Linked DNA regions of Arabidopsis thaliana: region 1 is linked to region 2. A link is a contact called in public targeted proximity ligation data. All regions are on one chromosome and are shown on one strand. The core of a region is the stretch at or near the end of the contact, and the rest is flanking DNA. Distances in the headings are between cores, read along the strand shown. Region 1 holds the start of AT1G33590 (Leucine-rich repeat (LRR) family protein). Region 2 holds the start of AT1G33470 (RNA-binding (RRM/RBD/RNP motifs) family protein).

Region 1 (6,506 bases), core at 2,669-5,168, 33 kb before region 2:
ACCTTGAAGTTTGATAAAAAGGTCGGGATTGTCCCAGAGAGATTATTCTGGCTTAGATCGAGGTAATTGAGAATTGGTTTGAGTGATGCAATGGACGGAGGAAGATTTCCAGAGAATTTGTTGCGGGAGAGGGTTAGAGATTGGAGCTTCTGCATGGATTTGAAAATATCCGGTATGGTTTCAGAGAGACGATTGTTGCCAAAGTTGAGTGACAACAAGATCTTGAGATTAGCAAGACCTAAAGGTATAGTTCCGGTTAAGAGATTATCTCCAAGATTGAGCAGATATAACCGGGTTAAATTGGAAATGGAACTCGGGATCGGACCAGTAAACAGGTTTCCGTCGAGACTTAGTTCTCCTAACTCGCTTAGCGCACCAATGTTAGCTGGAAGAGGACCGGAGAGACGGCTATTCGTGAAGTAGACTTGTTTTACATTTGGTAATTGGAAAAGGAATTGAGGAAAAGAACCAGTGATGTTTCGAAGATTGGTGAAGTAAATACCAACAAGGTGTTGGAGTTTGGCCAATGACGGCGAGATAGTGCCAGAAAGAAAGCTTCCAGTAACATCAGATTGTCCGTTGATAGTGAGTCCGGTGACGCGGTTGGTGAGACAACCGACACCCTTCCATGAACAGCAGTCAGTACCTTTCTTCCAAGAGCTGAGAATACCCGTAGGATCTTGAGTTATACCCGATTTAAAAGCTAAAAGACCCGCCTCGTCATCAGGATGACACGTGGCAGCTTCAATGGGACTTAAACACCGGAGAAAGATAACGAATGCAAAGATGAAGAGAGGGAAGCAACAAGAGTTCATGGTTGAGTTGTGTTGATTGAAAGACACAATTGGTCGCTATTAATAGAAGGAAAACGTTGAATCAAGAGCTGCCGATTTTGACCAATTCATGTTCATGTGGTGGCAATAAGTTGTGGTAATATCCGTAATCGTTGTCGAATTTATTATCTCTCAACCCCTCGAAAGAGACAGTTTCTTTCATCAGATTTTTATAATATTTTGATGATTATAGATAAAGGATTTATGTATCTTATTTTTCTAGAACTTTGTTGTCAAATTACAATTGTTTTCTATCATGTTTAAATAATATTTTGGGCTATTATGAAACTTAGTTTGGAAAGAAATTTCATTTATGTTTTCTCAAAATGTACGTTATTTTTGAAAAAAAAAAAATATTTATTAACATGTTATTTTTGTCTAACAATATGTACATTATTGACCACAAAATAAAAGTCAAATATATCTAAGTACAATGATCCAGATTGTGGACTAAGTTGGCCTCGAGATGGGCCGATAGATTCATGCCTTAATTTTCTTAGCGTAATCCAACATTAACATAAGTAGCTTTATCTATTTGTTTATCGTAAGAAATTATAGTGGAATCTTAGCTTGTTTTGGAAGAACCAATTACTCAATTTTCGTTTATGGTGGTGAAGTTTTAAGATGCTGCATGCATTAGTCTTGTTTTGGAAGAACCAATTACTCAAACTATCTTTTTTTGTATAGTTTTTGAATAATTTTTCTAGGTTGGTTTACTATGTCTTTGTCTCATTGAATATGGATGCATTAGTCTAATCGAACTTTAGTGTTTTAGACAAAAAAAAAAACAATACTAAGTTGAAACCTACTTCAGAGATGGTCTAATTCCTCAATGCAGACGCTATATGTCCTGTGGATGACCTTGTGTTATGTGTATGTAAAGAGAAAAAAGAGGTTTGATACTAGTATATATCGATTACTTGGTTTGTTGTTTGGTATGTGTTATTTGTGATCAAATAAATTTTGTAGTGATGAAGTTATATGCATCTATCTAGTAAGGACTCCTCTTGTTTTCATCACTAGGTTTTTGTTAACCAATTATAGAACACTGAAGAATAATAAATTACGCATAGTTCTAAATAAGATATCACTATAACTTTCTTTCTTTTTTTGTATAGAGCGAGTTAAATTCCAGTAAACATAGATTATTTACTGCATCATTTGTTGCGACTATTCTGAATTGAGAACAGATTAGCCAAGAGTTGCATACTACATAATCAGTTTAATATATAAGCAAAAGTTACATAAATTGGAGCATGTTGTATCAGAATACTACTCTGTTTTTCCTTCTATTTTTTAAAATCATTTTTCTATCATGTTAAAGTAATATTTTAGCTGCTATATAAAAAATGCATAATAGTTGAGAACTTAAATACTACTTTGAGTACTTTCACTAATACATATTGTTAGAATGAAGCTTCTTCATAACATAAAACTACTTTATTTGTTGTAATCTTTTTAATACAAATTTTATTTGGAGCTAAACTTTATTGGTCACGGTAAATATCCAACTACCAGTTGTAGCTTTCTTGCCGCTTAAGCTTTACAAGGAGAAAGAGGAGAGCCGCAAAGACAGTCATTACCCACAAACGCACTGGCCGGGAACTTTGTTACTGGAAGCTTTCCACAAAGATGGTTGTGACTCACGTTCAATGTCTTTAGTCCAGCCACCATTGCCGGCACCTTCCCAAATACCAAGTTCCTTGATATATCTAAAGTTGTCAGCGTCTTTGCAAACGTTAGCTTCCCCATATCGAATCGTAGTTTGTTACCCGCTGCCTTGAACTCCACTAGATACTCTGTTTGGTTCAAGAACCTTGCTGGACTCCCTGTGATCTCGTTTTCCGACAGATCGATGAAATCATAGTAGAATGTTTGCGCTGGCTTCCAATCGTCTAAGCTCATCTTGATCCCGCATTTTGCTAGCTTCAACGAGAAGATGATCGGCGACGAAGTCACCCATTTCGGGATCGTATTCAAGTGAAACTGGTTGTAAGAAAGATCCAAAGATTCAATGCCTTTAACGTTCAAGACAGGGAATGGATCGGTTAGAAGATTATGGGAGAGATCAAGATTGAATATCTTGGTCAGATTGGCGAAACTCTTCGGTATGACACCCGAGAACCGATTCTTGGAGAGATCCAATGTGTCGAGCGCCTTGAAGTTTGATAAAAAGTTTGGAATCGTCCCGGAGAGTTTGTTATGGCCTAACTCGAGGAACCTAAGAATCGGTGCGAGTGATGCAATGGACGGAGGAAGATTCCCGGAGAATCCGTTGCGGGAGAGAGTTAAAGATCGGAGCTCTGGCATGGATTTGAAAATATCTGGAATGGTTCCAGTGAGACGGTTACCTCCAAGGTTGAGATACGACATGAGCTTGAGATTAGCGACCCCTAACGGTATAGTTCCGGTTAGGAGATTATTGCCGAGTTTGAGTTGAGTTAACAGAGTCAAATTAGATATCGAGCTCGGGATCGGACCGGTGAACCGGTTTCCCTCGAGGCTGAACGCTTCAAGCTGGCTTAGCGCACCGATGTTAGCCGGAAGAGTACCAGAGAGACGGTTATTCTCAATGTATACGTACTTAAGATTTGGTAATTGGAAAAGGAATTGAGGAAAAGAACCAGTGATGTTCTTGAGATCGGTGAAGTAAATCCCATCAAGGTGCTTGAGTTTAGCCAACGACGGCGAGAGAGTGCCGGAGAGGAAGCTTCCAGCAACATCGGCTTGTCCAGCGACAGAGAGTGCAGAGACACGGTCAGTGGTGAGACAAGTGACACCGTTCCAAGAACAACAAGCGGTACCTTTCTTCCAAGAACTGAGAATACCCGAAGGATCTCGGGTTATACCCGCTTTGAAAGCTAGAAGACCCGCTTCATCATCAGGATGACACGTGGCAGCTCCGGTGGGATTTAGACATTGGAGGAAGATGACGAAGGTAAAGATGAAGAGAGTAAAGGAAGAGTTCATGGTGGTGAATTGTGTTGTGTTGATTGAGAGAAGAGAGCTATTAGTAGTGGGGAAAAGATTACTTGAGAGCTGCGAAGTCAAAGTTGACGTTTTTGACCAATCCATTTGCATCTGCATGTGACCATAATTATTAGTGGTATCCGTAATCGTGGTCGAATTTATCATTTTTCCCCGACACACTTGAAAAAGACAGTTTCATTAGATTTTTATTATAGTTTGTCTTTTCTTGACTATTATATATGCATAGGTCTTCTCTTGACAATTAACACGTCTTAATGTTTTGCTAAAAACAAAATTCTACTTTTTTCAGACTTCTTATAATATATTTTCGTTTTTTTTGGTTATATTTTGAAACTCCAGTAAGTCATAGTATTTTTATTTTTCACAACATTTCCGACAAAAGAAACTGTCATAGACTCAAGAGCCAAACGATTCTAACAGCAAGAACAGAGTAATTGATGTTCCAATACATGACTGGGCTGGACTTCCGCCAACTGTTTTTGGCGATGCAATAACACTTCCAGGAAACAATCAGTTTATACAAGACCTCCTTATTAATATTAAAATTACTAGAAGAATATTGAGCATTTATAATATTATATTGTAGCAGTTAATCGTGTTCTGCTATAATTTACTAACCAGCTAAAACGTTATAACGTTTGGTTTTCAAAACGTTATACTATCTTACCCCGGGAAATAAAATGACTCGGGTCAATATTTTTAGATTAGGGGTTATTATTCGATAGCACTAATTTACAAAAACCGCTACCTAATATAGTAGCGCGGAATGAAATTTTTTTGCTCGTTGGAGAATAAAATATTTGGTGACTTTTAACCCCGAAATTTTTTTCTAAGGCCAAAAAACATTGTTCGTGTTCTCACTGTTTTTCATCTCACTGTTCTTCATCTCTTTCAATTCTCTTTTTCAATTCTCTCTGTTTGTGTTCGTGTTCTTCAGCTGTCTGTCTCTCTCCCGTCTCTGTTCGTGTTCTTGCTCAACGCCTCAATCTCTTTTGGTACTCTTCAGCTTCTCAGTCACAGATCTGGTTCTAAATCGAGAAGGTTATGTTTCTTTTGTAATCGATTTAGGGTTTGCATTGTGAAATTGTCTGGTTTGAGTTTCGATTTGGGGTTTTAATCACATTTAGGGTTTGATTTTCAGGTTTCTCAGATTTAGGGGTTTCGATTTGGGGCTTTCGCTATCCGCGTTTCTCAAAGATTTCAGTGGCTTCTCTTTGACAAGTATGTTATTTAGATCGATTTCTGTGGTTCTTAGATCGATTTTGAGTTTCATATAGCTTTGAACTTGACTATTCTCATGTGTCGAATTGAGTTTCATATAGCTTTGATAGTGAGCATTCATTTGTATCGAATTGAGTTTCAAATAGCTTTGATAGCTTGTATTCACTTGTATTGATTAGAACTTGACTATTTTCAGTGACTATTGACTTGTATCGATTAGAAGTTGACTATTTCTGTGACTTTTCACTTGTATCCAATGGAACTTGACTATTTATGTGATTCACTTGTATCGAATTGAGTTAATTTCTGTGGTTCTTAGTATACGTGTAGCTTTGAGTTTATGTGGTTCTTGTATTCAATATAGCTTTGATAGTATTGAATTTTTGTTTTTGAAATTTCTCTTTGTGTCTTTGTTCTTGTATCTCTGTTAACTAATATATATATATATATATATATATATATATATATATAAATATTATCATATATATGGGGTTGGAGCTTGTTGGTGTTTCAAAAATGGATAAGAGTTGGGTATGGCTGCCAAGGAATAGCATTGAGTACGAGAAAGGAGCAACAAAATTTGTTTACGCATCATCGAGACGTTTGGGAGATCCTTCTGAAATGTTTTGTCCATGTACGGATTGCCGGAATCTGTGTCATCAACCAATTGATACTGTTTTGGAACATCTGGTTATTAAAGGAATGAATCATAAATACAAGAGAAATGGATGTTGGAGTAAGCATGGGGAGATACGGGCTGATAAGTTAGAAGCTGAGTCTAGTAGTGAATTTGGAGCTTATGAGTTGATAAGAACAGCTTATTTTGATGGAGAAGACCATTCTGATTCTCAGAATCAGAATGAAAATGATAGTAAGGAGCCATCAACTAAAGAAGAATCTGACTTTAGAGAGAAGTTGAAGGATGCTGAAACTCCATTATATTATGGGTGTCCCAAGTACACAAAGGTGTCTGCAATTATGAGGCTTTACCGCATTAAAGTAAAGAGTGGGATGTCTGAGAATTACTTTGATCAACTTTTGAGTTTAGTGCACGACATCTTACCAGGAGAGAATGTGCTTCTAACTTCAACAAATGAGATCAAAAAATTCTTGAAGATGTTTGGTTTTGGGTATGATATCATTCACGCTTGTCCGAATGATTGCATCTTATACAGAAAGGAGTATGAGCTGAGGGATACTTGTCCTAGATGCAGTGCTTTCAGATGGGAAAGGGATAAACACACTGGTGAAGAGAAGAAGGGGATTCCAGCTAAGGTACTTCGATATTTTCCCATCAAAGATAGATTCAAGCGAATGTTTAGATCCAAGAAAATGGCTGAGGACTTAAGGTGGCATTTTAGCAATGCTAGTGATGATGGTACAATGCGACATCCAGTAGACTCTTTAGCTTGGGCTCAAGTGAATTATAAATGGCCTCAGTTTGCTGCTGAACCAAGAAAC
Region 2 (6,354 bases), core at 3,123-5,622:
GAACGAAACAACATCGGGACATCGAGTGCTTGTTGTAGTTGTAGAACTGGTTAAGCTTAACCGTTTGTGTTCAGTCCATATCCCGTAAAGCTTGCTGCTTTCTTGCATTTGTAACTTGTAACACTAGTACATTTTCTAGGAGTGAAAATGAGAGATTGATCCATAGTAGAAACAAACATTTTGGAAGGCAAATACTTCTTCTCAGGGAAACTTGTCCCATTATCATTTGCGTTTGCTCGCGCGCAAAAACAAAGAGTATGGTCTGCTACAAAATCAGCAGATAATCAAATATTCAAAACTGGTTCAAAAAGGGTTGATCTTAGCTTACCTGAATTAGCGATTTCTTAGTCTGAAAAAAGTCAAAAACAAGAAGATAAGGTATTAGAAAAGAGAAAAAGATAAAGCAGAGTCAAAGGTTGGGTAAGAGAAGCTTGTATTGTTCTCTCTCTGCTTTAATACCTTTTCTTTCTCTAACATTCGATCTTCTGTTTAGTCCTTTTCAAGATTCCTTTCGTTGTTTCTTGGCAAAGATAAGGATCTTAAACCAGAGACTTGACTTCATAACTTACATATTCTTTGAAACTCTCTTGCTCATCGCTGCCCCTTATCTAAAGTTCCAACATGGGTTCAATCCAAAACACAGTTCACTACTGTTGTGTCTCAAGAGACAATCAGATTATGTACGCTTACAACAATGCCGGAGACCACCGCAACAACGAGAGTCTTGCAGCGTTATGCTTGGAAAAGACTCCACCTTTTCACAAGTGGTACTTCGAAACGAGGGGTAAGAAGACTTTTGGATTCTTGATGAAAGATGACTTCGTTTATTTCGCCATTGTTGATGATGTTTTCAAGAAATCTAGCGTTCTTGATTTTCTTGAAAAACTGAGAGATGAGTTAAAAGAAGCTAATAAGAAGAATTCTAGAGGAAGTTTCTCTGGTAGTATCAGTTTTAGCAATGTTCAAGACCAAATTGTCCGAAGACTCATAGCTTCATTAGAGTTTGATCACACTTGTCTTCCATTATCATCACCTTCCATTGATGGTGCTGAACAAAGCTACGCATCTAACTCCAAAGCTCCTCTTTTAGGAAGATCCAACAAGCAAGATAAGAAGAAAGGGAGAGATCATGCGCACTCACTAAGAGGTATTGAGATAGAGGAACACCGAAAATCAAATGATAGAGGAAACGTAACAGAATGTTCTAATGCTTCATCTGAATCAGCAACGTATGTTCCAAGAAGGGGACGATCTGGTGGCTCTCAGAGCATTGAGAGGAAGTGGCGGCGTCAAGTGAAGATTGTTCTTGCCATTGATATAGCTATTTGCTTAACGCTGCTTGGTGTTTGGTTGGCTATTTGTCATGGCATTGAGTGTACACGTTCTTGATCTATTTATTCTTCCATATGCATTTTCCTCTTCTGCAGTTATGTTGTAGAGATTGCAGTTTGAAATATTCTGCAGCATTGTTGATTGTATATTAGGTATAGGTCTCAAGTTCCTACGTTGGTTTGTGTATAATATGATGATTTTGTTCTTATAGTTGTACATAAAAACCAGTCTGTTGCTGAATGATTGTAGTAAGGCCTCTTGGCATCAAGATAATGAAAGTAGGGATTCATATAGTAGGAGACATTGTCATAACCTCATACAAGAGGATTATATATCAGATCAAAGTAAAATATTGCAATCACAGTTTCATTTTCCAACCACCGAGGATGGAAACTGAAAGCTTTTAGTTTTCTTACATAGAATCAGAAACACACAGCTTACAAGATATAACAACAAATTACATAAAAAGAGAGTTTTTAGTCTTGAAGAAATAGAGGAAAGAAGTACAAAAGAGAGATAAAGAGGTGATGAATACCTCTCACCTGAAATTCCTAACCATGGTTGGTCAACTGGTTTGGTTGATTGTTATGAGAAGAACCTAAAGGGAACCAAAATATCTCCCAAGAGGCAAAAATACATGCAAATGCAAGAACCCCACAATCCATTAGTGGGGTTGGTTCAAGATATGATGAGCAATCTAAATTTTGAATCTTAAAAATGATCTTAATCTAAGTTAGCTCAAGTGTGGCTATAACTCCAAAGCTTAGCCACCGAGAATATACATGTGTTAGCAATTCCTTTATCCTCAAAGGAAGTTTATGTTCTAGCGTTCTACTACAAGACAATGTGTAACAACATGGTCCTAGATCTAATAATCCTAAGACTGCACATTAAAATGGATATAGCGTGAAGTAGTGTGCACACCTTTGCACACACTACTTCAACACTTCCAGGTGGTGGCAATTCACTTCTTGTGCCTTTCCCGGGAAATCCTTATTTCCTTTCTTGTTGATCAGCCAATCCTAAGTTTTTAAGTTTTTCTACAAAATTGCTTGCCTTTGCGAGGCACTGTGCAAAAGACGGTAACTGTTTACTTCTACAGCTCGAACAAGCTATCTTGAACGAAACCTTCGTTCAGAAAGCAGGTAATGCAATGAATAAAATGAAAAGATGAGTAATGTGTATGAAGATGGTCCTAGTTAAACCCCTATGTGAGACTTAACTAGAACTTGCAAAGACGCCCAAACTCCAAATTATGGGCTTCTTTGTCTAATGGGTTAGAAGCATAAAGGGAAAAGGGCAACCATGGTTAGGCCACAGGTCTTGTGAAACTTCAGAGGCATGTGGATGAAAGTAGTAAACAAAGCTTTGCCTTAAGGATTTAAATGAATTGGTCCCCTACATAGCATCATGGAACTATGAACCACGAGCCTTCATGGTCAAGCCTGTGGAACTGCAAAGCAAACTGCTGGAGAACATCAGTACCTCTAGTTTTCCATGTTGTGTATGAACAACGAAAAAATATAAAGAAACTAACCTGATGGTATGACTGGTGAAGGTGCAAGAGACACTGGTGAACCATTGTGATGCGGGTAGTTTCCCCCGGGAGCAGAATAGTGAAACATGTGGTTGGGGTAGTGGAGGGGAGCATAACCAGTGACAGGTCCATTTCCTTCAGCAAACTGGAGATATGGGTAGAACCCTGCTGCTGGTGCTGCTGCTACACCAGTCATTGGTCCGCTTCCATACATTGGATGCTGAGCAGTTGCCCCTCCATAAACATTGTAATAGCTCTGCTGTAAAAACAATAATCCAATAAGCTATAAGAGATAAGAGTAGAGTAGGGAGAGACTCTTACAATATACATACCGTGGGGTAATTGTAATCCATTGAGTATGAAGAGAACCTAAGAAAGTTTAATGAAACCAAACAGAGGATTTATCAGTCTAAGTAGAGTGATGAGTATAGAAAAATCAAGTAAGAGATTAAACGTGGAGTACCCAAAAGGATTAGTGTAAGGAAGTGTGTAGTGGGAGAATGGAAGTGGGGAAGGAATAGCAGTAGCCGCGGTCCCAAAGTGTGTCTTGAAAGGGCTAGTCACCTTCATGCCTCTTCCTCCTACATGTCCTGCCATAACACAACAACATGAGAATCTCCTCTCAAACATTTGCTTTCAGACAAGAACAAAACACAACATATTTAACCAGAAGATTTAACTAACTAGTGTAGTCTGCAGAAGAATTATAAAGACTAGTGAGCAAGAAAATGGCTTTACTGAATCAACTAAGGAATCAAGATGAAGCTATACCTCAAACAATAAAGTAAGACAATTCATAAAGTATCTAACTTTGCTACTAATATGTGAGACATGTGATTCAAGACATACAATTCCAGCAAGATCCATGGATTTACATATACTCTTGATGTAGGGTTTTCAAAAGTAAAGTATCAAAAGACAGAAACCTAAAAGTACCATGAATAGGAGAAGAAGGTTTGGATCTCTGAACACCAAAAGCAGCAAGATTACAATTAGCTCTTCTTCCATCAATAACAGGAGCTGGATCTACACAAGCTTTCTGAGCTGCTTCCGGATCACAAAAAGTAACCTTTACAAAAAAAAAACAGAACCCGTGAGCTTGAAGCTATAACAAATCTCCAAAGTAAAAAGAAACAAGAAGAAGAAGAAACTTACAAAGCCATAGCCTTTAGATCTACCACTAGATTTATCAGTGATAACGACAGCTTCAACAATGTCACCAAACTGTTCAAAGTAATTCCTGAGAGAGACTTTGTGTGTTTCCCAAGCTAATCCTCCAACGAACACTTTGGTAAATGTTGTGTCTTCCATTTCAGAAACAAGGGAAAATTCCACGAAGTAAAGTTTCCGGTTTTGGGAACAGAAGAAGCAGAGAGACGGTAGTTGAGAAACGAGAGAGAGAGAAGAAGGAGGAGGGAAGAGGATTCAAGGAAAAGTCTCAGGGAAAAAAGAGAGAATTTGGGGACACACTCATTGAATTATTTAACTTAGCTTTTCACAAATATCAATGACATTTTTTTTATTTTATGTACGGTCACTGTGTGTTTTTGTACACTTTTTTCTTGTTGGTCGGATCCACTCTGTAAAATAGATTTACAGTTGGAAAACATTTATTTTAGCTATTATTTAATTTTTGGTCTTTTATATTGGTGGAAAATCTTAAAATTGAAATTTTCTGTATTTTTAATTCTACCAAAAAAAGATATTCAACAAAAAAAACTTTCCCTTAGCAAATAACTAACCGAGAAATAACATACACAAAAAAAAAAAAATATAACTAACAGAGATATACTATATATAAAAAAATACATTTTTTTTTGACCAATATTAAATTATAGCTCAAAAGAGTTTTTTTTTTTTTTTAGTTTACATATCCCTCAAAATAAGTTGAACTACTGAATATATTTAGCATTTTAACATTTTCACAAAAGTTGGTCAAAAAAATTAATATACCAACCTTTTAATTTTTTATTATCTTCATAAGAATCCATATTATGATTGCACACAAGTTGTGTAACTTATTTGTAAGACATCAAATGATTCATGCATATGCATATTTCTTAGAACATGATTTAATGTGTTAGCCTACATATTTATATGTAAATCAAATCAAATCTAAAATTGATTGATAGTTAGCAAAATATTTCAGAATTTTAGTGATTAAAATTATGCCGATTTACATTCATTTACAAAAAAAAATGAGCAAAATGTTACGAAAAAGGTAATCTTAGTTTACAAATAGTTTTTTTTTTAATATCATTATTCCTTCCTGTTTTTAACTATAACGCTTATTAATTTTCTATTCGTTAAAAAAAATTATGAAGAATTATTGGTCTTCGTTTACAAAAAAATTTACTGACTTACAGATTTTTCCACTATCTTAGTTTACAAAAAAATTATTGGTTTGTATCACTTTTCATGACAATCTAAAATCTAGTTTACTAATTTGGAGATAAATTCTACTATTCTAAATACAAAATTATGAATTCTACATTTTGAAGTAAACATTTACTGACTTACAGATTTTTCCAGCCAAACTTAATAAGATAGATAATGTATATGAAGAATTAAATTAAAAATTGGTTAATATAACACTTAAGTCTATAATTCTTCTTTATGAGATCTCACAACTACAACAAGAAAAAGTCGGTCCTATTATCTTCAGCCAAAAGTGATTTTTCTAAAACTAGATCAATCTTACAAAATCATGTTTTGTATTACAATGTTAGTATGACTGATTTTTGAGCCATAAATTATTTCGATTCTCAGCTTTCACCCCGGACTTTTGGGCCCTTAAATTTCCACCATCAACTTTCATATTCCTCAAAATTACATTATCTACTTTCGAATTCATGCTTAAACATACATTTCCAATTGAACCATTCATTTAACCGGGATTAACCACAAATCTGCGTTTACTGTACCGCGATTGCGATTAACCCGACTAATACCCAGACCCGTTAAGAAAACGACGTCGTTTTCATTTCGTTTAACTCATCAAAAAGAGAAAGAAAACGATGTCGTTTTCATTCTTCTTTAACTCTCAAATCGATTTGGTCGTTCTTCTTTAATCTCGACACTGTGAAATTAGGGTTCTTGAGAGAGAAAGACAAAAGGAGATTTGGGGTTTTCTTCTTCGATTCGAATTTCTGGGTCTCGATTTGGGTTTCGAATAGGGAGAAATGAAGAATTGGTGGGAGGAAGGATTGATTTACCAAATCGATCCAGATGACCCCGATTTCGAACCTCCAGAGAGTGACATTGAAGCCGACGATGGAAGTGATAGTGGTGATAGCGGAGTCGAGGAGGACGAAGCCACCGGAGTTGAGGGAGACGACGTCGGGATAGATGGAGACAGAGAATCTGATGGAGAGGAGAATAGAGAAGACGATGGTGATATAGCGTCTGATGGAGACATCAATCTAGAAGACGATGGAGACAGAGATGAAAGTCAAAAGAAGAGGACGAGAGAAGAGAAAAGAAAG

The links.
Region 1: a contact with region 2 is called in a targeted proximity ligation map of shoot, with 10 read pairs. A contact is called at or near these places in 1 of 26 Hi-C or Micro-C datasets (root) and 1 of 2 datasets of targeted methods (shoot).

What each region holds. Positions count from the first base shown.
Region 1 is chr1:12,175,085-12,181,590 of TAIR10.1, reverse strand. It overlaps AT1G33590 (Leucine-rich repeat (LRR) family protein), which reads right to left and starts at 3,918. Exons shown (of 1, transcript NM_001333054.1): 1 at 1,963-3,918. The coding sequence starts at 3,914. The coding sequence ends at 2,370. AT1G33600 (Leucine-rich repeat (LRR) family protein) reads right to left here and starts at 815. Exons shown (of 2, transcript NM_001333055.1): 1 at 1-815. The coding sequence starts at 815. It also overlaps the pseudogene AT1G33580.
Region 2 is chr1:12,142,458-12,148,811 of TAIR10.1, reverse strand. It overlaps AT1G33470 (RNA-binding (RRM/RBD/RNP motifs) family protein), which reads right to left and starts at 4,372. Exons shown (of 6, transcript NM_103072.3): 1 at 4,025-4,372; 2 at 3,806-3,938; 3 at 3,333-3,459; 4 at 3,202-3,238; 5 at 2,870-3,128; 6 at 1,604-2,797. The coding sequence starts at 4,180. The coding sequence ends at 2,772. AT1G33475 (SNARE-like superfamily protein) reads left to right here and starts at 432. Exons shown (of 1, transcript NM_148505.4): 1 at 432-1,624. The coding sequence starts at 622. The coding sequence ends at 1,389. It overlaps AT1G33480 (RING/U-box superfamily protein), which reads left to right. Exons shown (of 3, transcript NM_103073.3): 3 at 1-297. The coding sequence ends at 54. It also overlaps the pseudogene AT1G33460.